Regions from separate parts of the Mus musculus genome. Here all the other regions are linked to region 3. Evidence: chromatin contacts called from public Hi-C and HiChIP or PLAC-seq data. All regions are on one chromosome and are shown on one strand. Each heading gives the region's core, a stretch centred on a gene start, on an enhancer-like site or on the middle of the called end of the contact. The rest is flanking DNA. Distances are from core to core; before and after follow the strand shown. Region 1 holds the start of Trip11 (thyroid hormone receptor interactor 11). Region 2 holds the start of Golga5 (golgi autoantigen, golgin subfamily a, 5). Region 3 holds the start of Dicer1 (dicer 1, ribonuclease type III). Region 4 holds the start of Itpk1 (inositol 1,3,4-triphosphate 5/6 kinase).

What was found. Hi-C and Micro-C count contacts between places; a contact is called where the count stands out from the background. HiChIP or PLAC-seq counts read pairs in DNA pulled down with a chosen protein or histone mark.
Region 1: a contact with region 3 is called in a Hi-C map of B cells, with 5 read pairs. The contact joins the promoter of Trip11 here to the promoter of Dicer1 in region 3. A contact is called at or near these places in 2 of 39 promoter capture datasets (liver and pre-B cells) and 1 of 484 Hi-C or Micro-C datasets (B cells).
Region 2: a contact with region 3 is called in a Hi-C map of CD8 T cells, with 4 times the contacts expected there. The contact joins the promoter of Golga5 here to the promoter of Dicer1 in region 3. A contact is called at or near these places in 2 of 39 promoter capture datasets (liver and pre-B cells) and 2 of 484 Hi-C or Micro-C datasets (CD8 T cells and muscle stem cells).
Region 4: an H3K27ac HiChIP or PLAC-seq map of embryonic stem cells shows a contact between it and region 3, with 8 times the contacts expected there. The contact joins the promoter of Itpk1 here to the promoter of Dicer1 in region 3.

Annotation. Positions count from the first base shown.
Region 1 is chr12:101,911,598-101,914,457 of GRCm38.p6, forward strand. It overlaps Trip11 (thyroid hormone receptor interactor 11), which reads right to left and starts at 1,574. Exons shown (of 21, transcript NM_028446.1): 1 at 1,093-1,574. The coding sequence starts at 1,231. It overlaps Gm20036 (predicted gene, 20036), which reads left to right and starts at 1,070. Exons shown (of 2, transcript NR_152255.1): 1 at 1,070-2,380.
Region 2 is chr12:102,467,857-102,470,556 of GRCm38.p6, forward strand. Golga5 (golgi autoantigen, golgin subfamily a, 5) reads left to right here and starts at 1,278. Exons shown (of 13, transcript NM_001199004.1): 1 at 1,278-1,507. Gm30198 (a long non-coding RNA gene) reads left to right here. Exons shown (of 3, transcript XR_381856.1): 3 at 1-20.
Region 3 is chr12:104,750,682-104,753,621 of GRCm38.p6, forward strand. It overlaps Dicer1 (dicer 1, ribonuclease type III), which reads right to left and starts at 1,271. Exons shown (of 27, transcript NM_148948.2): 1 at 1,067-1,271.
Region 4 is chr12:102,703,576-102,706,494 of GRCm38.p6, forward strand. Itpk1 (inositol 1,3,4-triphosphate 5/6 kinase) reads right to left here and starts at 1,294. Exons shown (of 10, transcript NM_172584.3): 1 at 1,147-1,294. The coding sequence starts at 1,241.

The sequences.
Region 1 (2,860 bases), core at 324-2,823, 2.8 Mb before region 3:
TGCCTACTGCCTGCTGAGGCCTAAAGGTGACACCCGAGTCTCTGAAAACAGAATGAAGTTGTGAGCTAGCTACCTGCCACTGGGTGCTGGGAATAGAACCTGGGTTCTCTGAGAGGGCAGCCAGTGCTCTTAGAGGCTGGATCTCCTCACTTCCTTGCTTAACAAATGTCAAGAAATCGGAAGAGTAATTAACCTAACCACTGATTACAATCGAATTCTAGGTCACTATTCATTAGGACGGCAAGATGATGACTTCAAAAATAAGGGAAGGAGCCTGGCCAGGTGAATGGGTGAGTAAAGGTGTTTGTCGTTCAAGCAAAGTAAAAGGAATTCCATCCTCAAATTCCACCTAAAGGGGAAAAGAGAACTCCACAATGTTGTCTACTGGCCTCCACACACGGGCGATGAGGTAGACACTCATGCATATGTGCATCATTTACACACACACACACACACACAGAGAGACAGACAGACAGACAGACAGAGACACCACAATATTTTTCAAGTTTTAAAGTGAGTAAAGGTAGGTAAGATTCTCAAAAGATAAAGTTCTCCAAAAGTATGGGAGAATGTGCCATCCTACACAAAACTACGTTTTCAGCTGCAAAGTGTCTTCAAGATGAGCAAAATTAGAAAACAATTGAATAGAAAAACAGCCCTATTCCCCTAACAACGTGCTAAAGCCAGATCAAGTGTTTAATCTTGAGTAATTAATGTTACAAAGTATTTGGGGGGAAGGAGGGCAATTGCCATACTTTAGTTGTCATACTAAAGGAATAGGATCAAAGTGAGATCAGCCCCCAAACTATGGGCGAAGTAAGTAATAGGCATGGGCCACCCAAATAACCCTATTCGGCATAGAAACAGCAGGTCCACTTCGCTGAGCTATCCAGCGTATTCAATGAGGGGAGAGGTCCAGAATTCTCCACCGTGGTCCTGAAGGCTGGAAAAGCGGCTACGGAGGTAAAGGGAGGAGAGCAGAGAAAAAAGCGTGGAGTGACTCCTTCGGGACCCGTCCGCGTCTGCCGACCGACCGGACCCGGAACCAAGTGGATCCCAACCGAGCCCCACCGCCCTCGCTCCAGCTGTTACCTGGCACATCCTCCGTGCCCTCCAACAGCATATCCTTCGTGAAGTTCGAAATCTGGCCAGTGAGGGAAGCCAGGCTGCCCCCTACTTGACCGAGAGACTGGCCCAAGCCGGAGCCGAGGCCCCCGAGCCAGGACGACATCGCTGCGGGTGGACACGTCCTCTCCAAATGTCCCTGGACGCCGAAGCTGGTGCGGATCCAGACGCTGAGGACTCGCAGGACACGGCACTCCCACCAACGGCCGCGTCAGAAAGCCGAGGCCCGGCCTGACGCTTCACCAAGGGTTCGCCGTTGTGGACACCGTGGGCCCCGCGAGGCCTCTGCTCATTCCCACGGCTTCCCGCCGTGCGGCTGCACTACTTCTTTCTCAGCTTTACTGACTTTCCTCAGTTTCGTGGGCCAGTCCTGCCAACTCAACGCCGGCCGCCATGACACTGCCGGGAAAGCGGCAGTGACCATAGAGAAGCTTCGCGATAGCGTAGAAGGGCCGCTGCCAGAGGCGTCCCGGGCGCGAAGGACCGTGGGATCGCGGAGGACCAAGTAAATGGGCCAGCCAGATCCGTGACTTCCGCGTAACCTGCGGAACTTTAGGTGGAGACCGAAAAGGCAGTGGCGGCGGCGGTGGCTCTTCCCACCTGCGCAGCTGCTTTTGTTTGTAAGAGGAAGTAACCCTTGACAGTGCCTTCTGATCCTGTCTACAAGAGCTATTGCATCGCTAGGATTCGATAGGGTCGTCCCACCCCACAGGGAAGCAACCTCAATCCATCTGCATTACTCTATTATCCAGCGTCTGCGGATATAAGAGCATCCGTGCCAGAGGGTTGGAAACGAGGCTACAAAGCTGAAAAAGCGGGTTGCAATTCAAATGTCCAGGCAGAAAACCCTTGTTTTGGTGTTTGTTTTCAGTTACCATGCACTTAAAGGATTGTGGGATCCCATGACCGCCTCTCAAATGATCCCTCTCTGAATAATTTTCACCAGATATCTATTTGAATTTAGGGGTTGCCTCCGAGGGTTTTTCAGCTTCCGTGTCCCAGAACAAGGAATTGGACAGAGACACGTGGCTAGTAGTAAGGAAGACAAGAAAATGAAGAAAAGACACACACCCAAGAGAAGCAGCAGGCCAGAACACTGTCATTGGGGGTGGGGTTGACGAGCTACACTTTCAGCTTGAATGATGGAGAATTTTTGGTGCTGAAGATCAAATCCAGAGACTTGTACAGGCATTGAGGCTTTTCGGCTTAGCCACATCCTCAGCCCTTGTTTGAGATAGGCTCTCCTATAATCCAGGTTGGTTTTGAACTGATGACCCTTCTGCTTCTACCTCATGAGTACTGGATTACAAGAATGTACCATCATGCCCAATACAGTGTTTTTAAGTGTAGTATATATAGTCGTCAAATGATTTAACATGTCTACTGTTAATTCTGGGCACTAGGGAATGTTAGGGAGAAAGTAAAACAGGGTAAGGTAAGGAGAGTATGGGCATGCCACAGTAGGTTGAGCCCTGGGGATGTAGAAAATGGCTGAGGACTCCACAATAAGATAATCTTGCATAGAGACTTGAAATGAGCAAGTGAGAGATACAGCTATGGGGGGGGGGCGCTCCCATATAGCTTATCTAGACAATAAGACATAACTGAGTATAATAAAGTCCCTTTGGCTGGAGGCCCCTGGCAATTTTGAGAATTTATAAGAAGGCAAGGATGGCTTAAGAATGAATTGGGGAATATTTGTAAGTATGGACCCAGAAGGCATGAAGAAGTTGAG
Region 2 (2,700 bases), core at 28-2,527, 2.3 Mb before region 3:
AGTAGATGTAGCCTTCAGTGAATTATTGAACACAGATTTTCTTTTTAAAAACCCATTTCAAAAAGTCTGTGAGCTGTATGCAAAATATAACTATAGCACTATTGAATAATAGTCTCAGTTCAAGTTATCTTTTCTACAAGGAACCCTCACAAACTGACTTATTTTCCTACCTCGGGATACTTCTCCCTGTTTCTCTTGGTTTACAAAAGGCTCTGAACTATTGTTGATTCATTAGTTTAGGCAAAATCCATCTCTGTCACTTGAAAGCAGGTTCTTTTTAAAAAATTGTATTCTTTTATTTTTTTTCTTATACTATTTTATGTATTTACATTCCAAATGTTGCCCCCCTTACTGGTCCCCCCTTCCCGAGTTCTTCACCCCATCCCTTTAAATTGTATTCTTTTTTTCTTTTAAAGATTTATTTCATTTATATGAGTACACTGTAGCTGCCCTCAGGCACACCAGGAGAGGGCACCAGATCCCATCCCATTACAGTTGGTTGTGAGCCATTGACCTCAGGACCTCTGGAAGAGCAAGCAGCCAGTGCTCTTAACCACTGAGCCACCTCTCCAGCCCTTGTATTTTTTTTTTAATTGGATATTTTTTTTGTTTACATTTCAAATGTTATCCCCTTTCCCAGTTTTTTTAAAATTAGGTATTTTTCTCATTTACATTTCCAATGCTATCCCAAAAAGTCCCCCATACCCTCCCACCCACTCCCACTTTTTGGCCCTGGCGTTCCCTTGTACTGGGCATATAAAGTTTGCAAGTCCAATGGGCCTCTCTTTCCAGTGATGGCCGACTAGGCCATCTTTTGATACATATGCAGCTAGAGTCAAGAGCTCCGGGGTACTGTTAGTTCATAATGTTGTTCCACAGCCCTTGTATTTTTAATTTGTGTGTGTGTGTGTGTGTGTGTGTGTGTGTGTGTGTGCTTTGTGAATGAACTCAGAACTCAGAACTCAGGCCGTTAGTCCTGGCTATTTATCTATGTACTCTATTTACTGAACCATCCCACAGGCCCAGGGATTAGACAGTTCCAGTCTCTGCCTCGAAATCCTCACGTGTAAAACTTTTGAAAGGGAGGAGGAGCTCAGAGGCCTGGGCCGGCTCATGCCCCGCCCAGTTTGGCTTGGGCCCGCCCCTGTGGTGCTCGGGACCCTGCCCCCCGTTGTGGGCGTGCTCCGCAATGTTGTGGAGGCCGCGTGCCGGCGGCGTTACGTCACACGCACGCTGGCGCGGCACCCGGTTCGGCGGCAGACGGAAGGGGGCGTGGCCTGGCGCTAGGGCCCCGCGGCCGCCGGCGCCGCCGCCTGAGTGACCTGCTAGGCGGCCGGCGGCGCTCAGCTTCCGGCCACTCAGGCAGCTCGTTGGCCACTCTGTTTTGAGGTCCTCGCCGCCCTTCCACGTCTCCCGGAAGAGCTAGCCGGCAGGTCCGGGAGCAGCGGGCTGCTGTGGCGGCCCGGGCGGGCGACGAGGCCGCGGTGCTGCCGCTCGGCGTCCTCAGGTGAGGCGCGACCAGGCCGCGGGCGGGACGGCTTGGCCTGCGGGACCCGGTCTCCGCCTTTCCCGAGCGCTGTCGTGCTCGTCTTCGCTCAGGGACAAGGAAGGGGATGCCAGAGCCCCGTAGCCTCCGGATACCGAGGCTGACCCGCCCTCCACCCCGACTCTGCTCTGGGGACCCAGTACGATGTGTTCTCGCCTCTCGGGGACCCGTGGTCACACCGCCGGGCCTGACCCCTGACCCCCGCCTCTGTGTGACATCTGACCTTCCCGGTGGCTTTGCACCACGGGAAGTCCCCTCTTGGAGTCTGTCACTGAGATAAGAGCTCAGGTTTAGTGTCTACGATCCACGTGAAAGATATGTTTTAAAGCCCCGTTAACTTTCAGATGGGAGGCAAGACATTAATTGTCTTCAGGCTTTTTTTTATTAGGAGAGCTACTTTTCTCTCGCTCATCACTAATTTTTACATCGAGCTTGTGTAACGTTTTATAAGTCAGAAGGCATGTTACATTCCTTTTTCATTTGGTTTCTCATAAATTGAAATACACACTTAAATGGGTTTCCTAAAGAGTGTGTTGAAACAGTTAACTTCCGACGAGGTTAGAGCGGAGAGGTTAAAAGGTGGGTTTACCTCTAGGTTGACCTAGATTCCAGTGTCTGAGGTGCCATCGAAGTTCCAGGATCTTTCTAAGCCATATCCATCTTTATTTGTTTCTAAAGGACTTTACAGTTTGCCATATAATGTAGCTGAGCATTATGTTACTATATTATTTTTATTATTTTATTTTTATATTATATTATTTTTAGTGATAGTGTTTGCACAACACTTGACATATAAGGATGAATTACTTCAGTAGTGTTTCTAGGAGTGCCTGTGTGTGGGCTAGAATTGGAATTTATCATTGAGCAAACCAGGCATTGTGTGTATCCACCCACTCCCCCTTCCCCAGCAGGGAGAGACATGTTTTAAAACAACAGTTGCAACAACCTGAAGCAGTGTAAGGCAAAAGAAGGGCATGCACACAGAATAAAAAGACCTAGCATAGAAGGGAAGGAAAGACAACTCTGATGCCAATTTAGTGAAGAAAGCCCAAGATCTAATAGTTCCAAGCCAAAGGGACACTGACCACATTCAACCAACACTGTTGACTTTGTAGTTTACTTCATTCTACAGCTTAAAGGTTAATTTTACTTCG
Region 3 (2,940 bases), core at 21-2,520:
GATTATTCCAGAACTCAGTCCCCAAAGATATCAAAAAGATATTTCCAAAAACACCCAAACTACTGCTTGCTACAAGCCTCACCCAGTATTCACCTTTCGGTTACATTTCAGGTCCTTGGTTACCATGAAAATTTTTGCCTAGAAAACTTAAAATGTTTATACCAATGAATTTCCAACTCAGCGATCCTACTTTACAACAGGTTTGAAAAACATATCTCAAGTTGCTTAACTCTTGAACTGCATCCTTTCCTACTGACTTACAGTGAGGTTCCTCAGAAAACTAACAATCAAAGATTCAGAAACTCAGGAGCGAACTCCCAAGTAAGTCTCTTTCACCCGATGACGTCTTTCAACACTTGATCACCATAATACTTAGGGCATCATATATCGGTAACTAACCCTTTAATCACAAGTCTACTCATAAAAGCAAGGACTATTACAGATCATAGACTCCCAGTCATCCATTTGGGCAAGTCTTCAGGACACTGGCTCTGTCCTGAAGGCAAAGTCACAAGGGCAGCTCATCTCTGCTAGGCAATCCACACCAATTTGGTGTGCTGGCTGGAGATGCACACAGATTTGGCTGAACGAAAGCCCCTTAAGCAAAGACCCTTCTTCGCAAGGTCCAGACGACCTAAAAGGGGAGGGGCACAAAACATGGCCTGGGCCACCCACCCCCTAGGGCCAGCCTTGGTCACCTGCCAATAAACACACAACAGTCCTTCCCAGGGCTCCAGCCCGCACCTCGCTGAGGCCTTGTCCCCCTCCAGATCCTCGGAGGCATCCAGGGGTCCCGCGCCATTTGGCAGGCCCGGGTCGCTCCCGAGACGCCGGCCCGCGTGGATACCTCCTGTCTTCTCCCGGGCTTCGAACGCGGAACGGGACCTGTCAAAGGCCGCTCCTCCTAAGGCGGGGGTGCGGAGAGGCCCGCGTGGACAGTTCTCTGCCCGGGCTCGGCGTCGCGGCCTGCTCCCGGCGCCCGCGCGGGCCTCGCGCAAGAGGCGGGCCGGGCATCGCCGTCCCCCGGGCCCGGACACAAAGCGGCCCAGCAGGGAGCCCGCCTCACCTGCAGCACTGGGCGCCGCGGGCCTTCCAGAACCATCGGACCCCGCTCCGGCGCGCGCGTCACAGCCCAGGCCTCCCGGTGCCGCCCGGCGCCGCCGCCGCCGCCGCCATTTCCTGCCGCTCGCCGTCGTCTCGTTCCCGCTGTCAGGTTACTCCATTCACCTGGGCCCGGAGCCGCCCGCGCCGCACCGCGCCGCGCCCCGACCCCTCCCGCCCGCGCCTGCGGAGACTGCGCAGCGCCCTGCTCGCCCGCAGCCCGCGCTCGGCCCGCGGCGACGGCGCACAGCGGCTTGGAGAATCCCACCGGCGTCGCGCCGCCGCTCCGCGCCCCCTCGCTCGCTCGCCCCGCGGCCGCATGAAAGCCGTCCTGTGATTGGACGGAGCGCGGAGGTGAAAGGTTAACCCCGGCCCCCCAGCCACTCAGAAGCCGGGAGACAGCAGACTCGGGCCGAGGCCGCGTCGGAGGCCCAATGCGAAGACCGAGCTCTGCAACGCAGTCAGCCAGCCTGCCGGCCGGCCGGAATCCTGAACGCGCCGCTGGGGCTACGCAGTCCCAGCTCCCGGCTCCTTTCCCTTCCTGATGATGGCACACATCGCCCCCATCCGCAAGCCCCGCTGCACCGCTCTTTTGGTCCAAAGAACTGATCTCTTTGGGCAGCCCTCAAAACCAACTTGAATAACCAGAAAATGCCCGCGGCGTGCAAACTTGGTTTTATAAGGCTGAGCTTTCTGCTGCGTCTTCTTGCTGAGATCAGAGGAGTAAAGAGACCGACTTAAAGAAAACCATCTTAGTGTAGGACCCTCCCCCACCTCCGTGTAGGCATCTTGGAAAAAGACTCCGGAATAGACTGGTACTCCAGGTGAGGGATGGACGCTTCTAGCCCCGGGCTTCTCTCAGCCACTGGAAGCGCTTACCTGTCCGTCTGAACTATGTCCAACAGTCCCACGTAGTGGTTGTTACCTCTCCAAATTAAGGCTAATCTTTAATAAGTGCAAGTGATTTGTTTATTTGAATAAATACTAGTGTCATTTGTTTCAATTTTTTTATTACTGTTATTTCGAAAGTAGGTCTCACTATGTAGACCAGGCTGTCCTCAAACTCCGCCTGCCTCTGCCTCTCAATTTTTGGGTTTAAACGTGTGTGCCACGCCGGGCGTGGTGGGGCACGCCTTTAATCCCAACACTTGGGAGGTAGAGGCAGGCGGATTTCTGGGTCCGAGACCAGCTTGGTCTACAGAGTGAATTCCAGGACAGCCAGGGCTATTACACAGAGAAACCCTGTCTCGGGAAAAAAAAAAGATATTTTTTTAAAGACTAACTCCTTGTCCATTAGCAGATGTTTCTGATTTCTTTACCTTTAACTTGGAGGCAATATGGTCCATTTGTTTTGTTTTGTTTTGTTTTGTTTTGTTTTTCGACACAATGTTTCTCTGTATAGCTCTGGCTGTCCTGGAACTTGCTCTGTACACCAAATTGGCCTTGAACTCATAAAGATCCAACTGCCTCTGCCTCCCAAGCACTGGGATTAAAGGCGTGCACCACATCCTCGGCTGTCTTTCAAAAAAAAAAATGGATTTGGACTATCCCAGCATGAGGAGGAGGAGGTTACCATAGCAAAATCACAGATCAAGGCCAGCCTGAGCTACATGCCAAAGCCCTGGCACATACATATATGATATATATACTATATTTGTATCATGTATATGATGTATGTATTATATATGATATCTATCATATATATGTATCATGCTAGATATTATGTATAATGTATATGTACCATCCAATGTATAATATAATTAATATGTACTATATAATGTATATGGTATATGTGATATATACCATATCATACATATATGTGATATATATGCATGTATA
Region 4 (2,919 bases), core at 44-2,543, 2.0 Mb before region 3:
AGGAGGGCCTGTAAGGCTTGCCTGGGGCAGAGAAGCAGCAGGCTCTTGGACAGCCATGAGGGGCAAGGCAGTGCTGCCAGGGCGGCCTCTATGTGCCAGCTCAGACTGCTAACTAACCCCTGTGCACCAAGGGATAATGGAAGCCCAACTGTTCAATTCTCCAAAATTCGGGGCACCCACCAGGGATGGAACTACAAGTGAAGTCCATTTTCAAAAGTCAAATCTACTAAGTGAAAAGACTACCTAACAAAAGGTTTCCACCCGGAGTTTGCAAAAGGCTTCGGGGATGGGGTGTGGGGGCTGGATTCTCTTAGGCTTTCATTGAGAAGCTGTAACCAATAGCTCTGCGGAGAGGCAAGGCACACCTGACTCTAGGAACCCAGCACTTCTGTAATGTATTAAGAGCAAGCTCCATCAAAGCCCTCGGTCTCTGCCACTGAAGCACCAGCGCAGGGAGAACGAGGTGCTCAGCCGGAATGGCAGAAGACAATTCTACCCTACGTGGGTCCACCCATCACTTTCTATGCTCTGCCACTCCTTGGCCCTGGGACTACAAGGCAGGTACCCCACCTCTCTGCTGGTAGGTGTCCCTCTTCTAAGACACGTGGCCCAGAATCACCATCCTGGCTAATTTGCGAGGCTGCTGCGAGGCTCTAATGAGACAGCAAATCACCACAGACAAGCCAAGTATCGCTACTCATTTCAACTGGGCTTAAGCCGGCTGATATGCAATGACAGCTTCAGGAGCCGTGCACACGCGAGGCACGTAGTAGGCTCCACACAAACGCCGGTATCCTGCTCTACTAAGGGGAAGAAGAGGGAGGAAGAAAAACACACCAGTCCAAAAGTACCCTCTAACCCCTGACTGCTGGCGTGGACTCCCCGATTTCCCGGGTCCCACCACCCTGGACGGCCAGGGATCTCCCGGCACGACCCCAGTGCACCTGAGAGCCGCGGTCCGAACCCAACGCCCACAGCGGCCACGCTCCCCTCGGACACAGCCCGCGGCCCCCCGCGGCCACCTTGCTGCTCCGAACCAGCCCTCAGCGCGCGCCGCTCCTTCCCGGGTCGCCGTCGTCTGCCCCGCGCCCGCCGAGGGTAACCAGGCTCGGGCCGCGGGGGTCCCCAAGCCGCGTCCCTCCTCACCTGCACAGCTCCGCGAAGGCCTGGAAATTGAGCTTCTTGACTTTCTTCTCGCTCAGCCAGTAGCCAACTCTCTTCCCTTTCAGGAAGGTCTGCATCTTCTTCCTCCTCGGCCCGGGAGCCTGGGTCCGGAGGAAATTGCCCACAGGCCGAGCGTGTGGGGCCGGCGCGCGCCGCGAGCGTGCGGGCACCTCCTCCGGCGGCGGCGGCGGGGACGCGGAGCGGGCTTCAGCGCGCGGTCCTACCGGGCGGGGCGGCGGGCGGGGCGGGCCGGGGCGGGGCGGCGGCTGGGGGGCGGAGGCTCAGCGCGCCGCGCCACTGGCTGGGCCCCGCGGGTGGGCGCGCCCCGCCGCCGCCCCGCCCCCTCCGCCCCGCGGGGCTCGCCCGCGCAGGGACGTGCGCCCCGCAGCACCGTGCGCCGCTCGAGGACTCTAGGGATCCCGGGCCGCCGCCCGAGACCGCACCCGAGCCTCGAGCCCGAGCTGGAGCACGCCCTCCCGCGGCGAGGGTTCGCCCGCGCGTGCCTCTCGGACGCGCGGGGACCCCCTCGGGGAGCGCGCCGCCGTGTCCCCCGCCCTTCCTGCCCCAGCGCCCGCGCACACGCCACGCACACGCGGGGCCTGGGGCAGAGCTCCCGGAGGAGGAAGCGCCGGTTACCGCCAGGGGGCGCCAATGAGTCTTAAAGGCGCCGCCGCTAGTGGCGGGGTGCTGGATGGTGGCCAGGGCAGAGTGGGGTGAGGGAGTCGTGGTGTGGGCGCCTTGTGTCTATCTTGGAGGGCGGCCAAACCACTGGGCTTCGTTGCTCCTTGGCAGCACAGCGGGGATTGCCCCCAGAGGCAATTCGTTGCAATTGTCCTGTACTATCTCCACAACTGCCCCAGGTTCACACTCTGGGGTCCCTTTCAGCGGAGGGAGAGAAGCAGCCAGAGTGCACATAGCATCTTCAGGAGAGCCTTTTCTTTGCTAGGTGAAGGGACGTAGCTCGGCGTCTGACTTAGTGCTTTGGATCCTCTGAGCCACCTGCTCTACCCCGGCCTATGGGACAGTACTTAGCATTCCAGCCATCTCCAGCCTATGCTTTAGGCATTGGGAGGAGAAATTGGAGGCTCTCCCCAGACACAGACAGGGAAAAAAAAATGGGTTCCCGTGTGTAAAGAAAGACATTTTATCTGGCTTTGGAAATAAAGACAATTTTTGAAGATCTGAGATGAGAAAAGGCTTGAAGAAATGAAAGCTGTTAGTAAAGTGACAGAAACGGGCCTTGACCAGACTTGAGGAGTTACACCAAGTCCCTTTTTCCGGCTTAGATCCTGACCTTGGGCAGTGTCCTTGGTCCCCCTTGGTTCAGTTTTAGCAAGAAACCTCCTGAGTCAGAAAAGTTCGCCATCCCTGGTATCAGATCACTGCGGCCTGTCTGCAGTAAGAATGCTGTCAAGTGGGGCTGCTGAGATGGCTCAGCTGGTAAGGGTACTTGTGGCCAAACCTGACAACGAGAGTTCTATTCTCCACAGCGTAGATGGAGAGAACTAAGTCCATGTTTTCCTTTGACTGACACTCATGCTGTGGCATATACACACACAAATAAATAAATGTAAATAATAATAATAATCCTGTCAAGTAAATTGAGCCAGAATCCCAGGAGCCCTGGTGGTTTTGCTCAGAAATTCTCCACCCACAGATGTTCCACTCTGCTCCTTGGCAGTGACTTCCCATCTTTCCTTGTTGCCAGAGTGGAGCTCAGTTGCTCCCCTACTGTGGAGCCTGGGTGCTTCTTTA